Regions from separate parts of the Mus musculus genome. Here region 1 is linked to region 2. Evidence: chromatin contacts called from public HiChIP or PLAC-seq data. All regions are on one chromosome and are shown on one strand. The core of a region is the stretch at or near the end of the contact, and the rest is flanking DNA. Distances in the headings are between cores, read along the strand shown.

Region 1 (3,192 bases), core at 202-2,701, 260 kb after region 2:
AGAGGGCAAGAGTAAGAGCAAGAGAATAGGAAAGTAAGAGAGGGAGGAGGGGGCAAACAGCCCCTTTTATAGTGGGCCAGGTCTACCTGGCTGTTGCCAGGTAACTGTGGGGGTGGAGTCCAGAACACCAGGAGTTTGCCTACAGGACTGATGGCCATACACTCTGCAGGAGGGTGTGGGGGACTATGGGAGGCTGTAGCTACAACAGGAGCCAGGGGCCCAGGGGGCATTGCTGAATATCTGCCATTCCTCACAGGTGGGAATCACCACCTATGGGGTCACCAGGGTTCAAGGCCTGTGCTCAACCTGGGACCAGGCTGTCTGTGCACAGCTCCCTACCTGACACCTCCTAGAATCTCTCTTGCTTCTCTGAGTACCCCCTTGGTGCCTTCACAGGGTAAAAGCATATTCTGTTGTCTCCCACCATCAAGACAAGACAAACCTCCAAATCCAAAACAGCCATGCCTCGGTTTCCTGCTTTATGTCAGAACAGTCTGTCTAACCAGCATTTCCACTTCTTTGTCTTCCGTGTATTCTCTAACTCACTGAGTAGGACTTTAATTCCAGCCACTCCACCCAGCTGCTTTTATCAGACTACAGTGAGGTCTCCGTGGCTGTGATGGTTAATCTTCTGTGTCAACTTAACTAGGCTGAGTTATATCACTTGCTTTTCTGTTTCTCCAGTTTTCAGACAGCATGTTATTAAATCTCTTGGCCTCCACAATGGCATTACCGGTCCCCATCACACATCCCTTCTTAAATACTTAAGATGATTTTATGAGTAGCACTGTGATTTGAATTTAGCAGGACCAGGGTGTGTTTGAGCCTGCAGCGTCATCCATGGCAGACCAGTTCTCTACCATTGAGCTACATAGACCCTGCCCTTGTCCTTAAATATTCACGCATGTCCCGTTGATTTTGTCTCTCTGGAGAGTCCTGACTAATCTAGTTCTATTTGGTTTTTTTTTGGGGGGGGTGGGGGTTCGAGGCAGAGTTTCTCTGTGTAGCCCTGGCTGTCCTGGCACTCACTTTGTAGACCAGGCTGGCCTCGAACTCAGAAATCTGCCTGCCTCTGCCTCCCAAGTGCTGGTATTAAAGGCGTGCGCCACCACTGCCTGGTGCTAATCTAGTTCTAAAACCCAATGTTTGTTTATATTTTATGATTTTTCTTCACTCTCAAAGGAGGGTGAACCAATGAACTACTCCCTAGTTCTTAAAACAAATAAAACCTTTTTCTTCTGTGAAGGCATTCTCCTGAGTTTCTTCTTATCTATCATTTCTTTTTCTAAGTCCTTTATAACCATCCCCCCTCACCCCCTATCTGTTCCCAGTGCATGTTTCACTTGACCCTCTCTTTCACCTCAAGTGACTTCTTAGCTGTAACTGTTCCTACATGCCAGTGCCGCTCACATTCACAGCCAGACTATCTGGCAAAGATTTGTGTCTCTAGCAGCTTGGTTCACTTCTAAACTTGGATACCCCAGTAGGCATTTTAAGTACAACATGGGCTAAGGATCCCAGAGTCGACACTCTTTATCATCTACCTACCTACCTAAGTAAGCAATATGTCTTGGGGGGGGGGGGTTATTGCTATACAAAAAGAACCATGATGTACAAAGAAAACATTCAATTAGACTAAGAGTTATAGTCTATGAGAGTAGTCTGTCTTAGGGTTTTACTGCTGTGAATACTTACTCTGCAGCACACACACACACATGCACGCACACACACTCGCCATTCTTACAGACTCACATCTTTGTTTCATTTCTCCCCATTGTATTTATCACAATCAAATGTTACCCTGTGCAACTATGTGATAATGTATTTGAGAGACAGATACTAGAGTGCATGACTACCTGATAGTGGGAAACTCTGTCCACCTGATACCTCATTACATCCCAGGACCTAGCTATACCTAGCACCGAAGCAGATTTTCAATAAATAAACAAAAACTTCTGACAGTTTCAGAAGTTCTCTATGCATCTAAGAGGGCGCATACTTCCCTCTGTCAGCCTTGTAAGCGTGGGCTATTTCTGGCACGAGTGGGTCATCAGGGTTGGGGTCGCAGAGCAGAGAGCAGATAGACAGGAGAAAGTCTACGTTGGTCTGCAGATGAAAAAAAAAGTTTCCTATTTGCTTTCCAACTTTTAGGTAAAAATGCAAGTAAAGTTGATGCCATCTTCTTGTACCCATTTGACAGTTCAGAGCTTCACAGAGCAACTGACGGCGGAGGATTGCTAGGACACAGGAACTGTGCTTCGCAATGCCCTCATCGCCTTACAGCGTGGAGGATGAGGGCGCCACAGGACTGGGCAGGGCTATGTGATCTGGGGAAGCCGTCTGTTCTTCTGCAGCTTCTGTGTCCTCTAGTCAGCAAGGGGGACCGGGAGACCAGCATGTTCAGTCCATGCCAGTGTCTCTACCTTTAGACACAGTCAGTGCTGGGGACCACTGTGACCTCAGGGTGTCCAGGTAAATGCTGCCATTGCTGTTGATATTAGGGTGATAGATTCTGGTAGTGAAAGCAACCTCTGGGGGCTTGAAAGGATAATCTGTAGGGAAGTGGATGGTCAGGAAAAAAACACCTCCTTGGCAAGGACTGTCATTCGGGCCCAGGATGGTGGCCTGCCAGTGGAACAAGTCATCACCCACAGGTCCTGCGGAACACTGAGCAGGAAGATCCCTCTGTAAGTCAGTCGGTTCCTTCTGGATCCGTTTTAGAGCCATGCTCCCGCTGCTCATGCCCCACCGGCCCTGCGAGGCAGCCTAAGGCAGCTACCTGGGCCGCAGCGCTCAGGAGCATGTAGTCTTATATTTATTTACATCCTAGTACACCGTTACTGCCATTCACTATAACTGGTCTTCTGAGTCAGTCTCCATATTTTTATGGATTTGATATTCTTCATCTCTTCAAATTACTAACTGCATAATCTAGAGGGACTTATTTTTCCATCTACAAAATGGGAATTTAGAAATCTACACCACAGGGGTGTCCTAAGAATTCTGAGACATTGTTTATCGATGAACACAGAGCAACCTCTTCTTTTTTAATATAATTTATTTTTATTTTATGTTCATTCGCGTTTTGCCTGCATGTCTGTCTCTGTGAGGGTATCGGAAGCCCTGGCAGTGGAGTTACAGACAGTTGTAAGCTGCCATGCGGGTGCTGGGGCTTGAACCCAGGTCCTCTGG
Region 2 (3,182 bases), core at 352-2,851:
AAAGAAAGGAAGAGAGAGAGAGAGAGAGAGAGAGAGAGAGAGAGAGAGAGAGATGTAGTTCACTGGTAATGAGCTTGCCTAACACATGCAAGGCTCTAGGATCAAGCCACAGTGCGGAAAAGAAAGGAGGAAGGAAGGCAAGAAGGAAGGAGGAGGGAGGAAGAAAGGGAGGGAGGGATGGAGAGGAGGAGGGAAGGAAGGAGGTAGAAGAAGAAAGGACGTGTTCTTTTGATAAGAGCACGTCATATTAAATTTAGGGACCATCCTATTTCAGTCTAGTCATTTGACTAATTACATCTGCAGTGACTCCACTTCCAAATAGGGTAGCAATCTGATGACTGAAGATTAAGATCTAAAACAGATGACTCTGGGAGGAACATTATTCAATCCATAACAGAGTTCTGGGCAAATATTTACCGGCTGTGTGATCTTGGTGAGACTGCTTAATATTTTTCATACGTTTGAAGAAGTTTATTCTATTTTTCCTCCACTACATGGATATGCCTGTGAGGATTAAGTGAATAAACTCAAGCAAAGAACACATATTTGTGCCTTACGCCATCATCAGTCAGTAAATACCAGTGTTTAAGAAACTGTGGGTCCAGCACCTCTGAGAACTTGCTATCCCCTGCAGAGCCCTCTTCAGTTGTTTGTGGCTGTGGGGCTTAATCTGACTGGATTTAGAATTGACCTTGGGGCACAGTCCGGGTCTAACCATGAGTGTGCTTCCAGAAACCCTTAACCGATATGGGGAGACCCACCCTGAGAATGTGTGGCATCATCCCTTGGCCTGGGGTCTCAGACTGAATAAGAGGGAAGGACAGGAAAAGAGGCAAGCAACCACCGGCATTCATCTGCCTCTGCCTTCTTCCTGTGGACCTGATAGACAGCCACTTTGTCCTCACTCCCTCCCCCCACCCCCACACTTCCCCACCCCTAAACTTCCCCCACACCATGGTTGATGGTAGGCTCCCTTAAACCATGAGCCAAAATGAATCCTTTCTTGAAGTTGCCTTTGCTGGGAATTTGGCACATTGGCGAGAGAAGGAACTAACACAGTGACTTTGCTTATTTCTTTCTGTCCTGTCTGTAAAATAATTCTTAAACATCTGCTCCTATGAAACTATAAGTGAAAAAAGTCAATATATATATATATATATATATATATATATATATATATATATATATATATATAACCTAAGTCATTCATCCCAAATATCAGAGACTTTCTTTTACCTTCTCCATTCAAAGAGTGCTACAGAAACTAGAAAGGTTTGTCTTAAAAATAGCAAATCGTTTCCGGAGGGCCTGTGCTAAAAATACTAGAGAGTGGTATGAAGTTACTCTCTGCTAAATATTTTGGTGTATCCTGGCACCGTACAAAATTAGAACAAAGAGCTGCTGTCAAATCAAGCTAGGGAAAAGGTACCGCTAGATCGGAGAAATGCTTTTCCACAGGTATCCAGCATGCGCGTTATCTTTATCAATGTGTTTATGGCTTTCTTTATCTGCATTTTCCTGTTGCCACTGTGACTGCCCTGGATGATCACTCAGTCTCCTTGAATTCAGTCACCACCCGGGGAGGGAGCAAGCTTCTGGAAAGCGTGATTCAGCAAGACCGGTTCTGTTTCCCTTCTTGTTCTGACTGTCAACTCCCATTTCAACTCCCTCTCACCTGCCACTTCCTTTTATTCTCTACCCCACCCCCACTCCTTTCTGAAACCGTAAGTCTGAAAAATAAAAAAGCCAAGACGATAGGAGAAGGCCCAGTCTCATGATGAGTTCCTAGTGGAGAATTCAGAAGTGGAAATAAGAAGCACAGACTGTAGATTTTCTCTACGCCAGAAATTCTTCAAAGTTGATTCTGTGGCACAGCTGTCTGCTGGGTATGCACCCCCTAAACATTCAAAGACCTGTAGGAGGTTGTGGTTGTCACGCTGGAAAGTCATAGACTTTCCCGGTGCCCACGGATCAGAAAATGACAGCTAGATCTACAGCCAAGAATCACCCACAGTTTTGAAAATCATATTTGTTATTTATTGCCCCAGAGTATCTGTGTACAATTGAATTAGTCACTCTGCCTGTTGCCCTGTCAGAATGTGCCTTGCAGAAGCATCTCAGGGCATAAAGGATGTGCTTTGACTCACAGGTGAGGTGACACAGGTCTTCATGGTGGGGTGGGTGAAGGAATGGTCACTAGCCTGGGTCTGTGGCAACAAGAGCTTTTGCTAGAGGCTTCTTGTGTGTACAGGCCAAGAATCAGAGACAACGGGCCAAAACAAGAGAGATCATCTTCAAAGACCCTTCTGCTAGACTACAGACCCAAGGTTCTATAGCCTCCCCAAACAGTGCCACTGGCTGTGTCCAGGAAGGACATTTGACTTCCAAACTCTACCAGGGACTTTAACAGACCTTCTATCTGTTAGGTTCATTTTGGGAGGAGGAGGTAGATGAGGCATAGGGAAGGCTAAGATTTGAGCATTACATCTCCTGCAGAATTTGATGTCGGCTATCAGAGCTGTTTATGTACCTCTTCATTCTTGGCTGTTTGTTTGTTTGTTTGTTTTTATCTGCTCTCCATTCTGGTCTCAAAGGGTTGAATAAATCAAACCTGGATGTGTGAGTTGATTTTTTGGTTCTCACTATAAATTCACACACACACACACACACAAACACACACACACACACACACACACACACACACACACACACACACACACACACATTCACACTTACAAACATGCCCATATACACACAAGCACACTCACAAACACACATTCACACACACATGCATAAGCACATACACACATGTACACACACACACATGCACAAACACTCATAGTTTCTTCACTAGCAGTAGAAGGAATGATGTTTTCTATTGTTTTTCATTAAAGAAAAAGGAACTTTTAAAATAAATTTTAAGGGTGGAATGTAACATAGTATATTGTGAGCCATATAATTTAAATACCTAAAACTAAGGTCTGTAGGCTTAGCACCAACAGAAAAACATGTAGAAGCTCACATTCCACCCTGGAACTACAGAGTAAAAATCCACCAGATGCTGCCTCTATGTAGGTGCACAGACACACACAGCAATTGTGAGGATCAGAGTGGGCCTCTGCTCAGAGCTGAGTGTTCCTTGGTTCTAATCCCCTCTTGCTCTGTGACGTTAGATAATGGTG

What was found. HiChIP or PLAC-seq counts read pairs in DNA pulled down with a chosen protein or histone mark.
Region 1: an H3K27ac HiChIP or PLAC-seq map of heart atrium shows a contact between it and region 2, with 19 times the contacts expected there. The contact joins two enhancer-like sites. A contact is called at or near these places in 9 of 39 promoter capture datasets (the C10 cell line, the HPC-7 cell line, cranial neural crest and 5 more), 2 of 15 datasets of contacts at CTCF or cohesin (CD8 T cells and the NIH/3T3 cell line), 9 of 484 Hi-C or Micro-C datasets (B cells, bone marrow-derived macrophages, double positive thymocytes and 5 more) and 4 of 115 datasets of contacts at active chromatin or transcription factors (cardiomyocytes, embryonic basal ganglia, fibro-adipogenic progenitors and 1 more).

Annotation. Positions count from the first base shown.
Region 1 is chr15:58,844,595-58,847,786 of GRCm38.p6, forward strand. No RefSeq gene overlaps it. Among named protein-coding and RNA genes, the nearest start is that of Tmem65, 23 kb to the left of the region's middle. Within about 2 kb of position 1,452, at least 5 of the 459 cell types and tissues checked have an H3K27ac peak or open chromatin away from gene starts, as enhancers often do. A contact at or near this core is called in heart atrium, where this site is marked.
Region 2 is chr15:58,584,025-58,587,206 of GRCm38.p6, forward strand. All of the region lies in intron 18 of Fer1l6 (fer-1-like 6 (C. elegans)), which reads left to right. Among named protein-coding and RNA genes, the nearest start is that of Gm36451, 11 kb to the right of the region's middle. Within about 2 kb of position 1,602, at least 30 of the 459 cell types and tissues checked have an H3K27ac peak or open chromatin away from gene starts, as enhancers often do. A contact at or near this core is called in heart atrium, where this site is marked.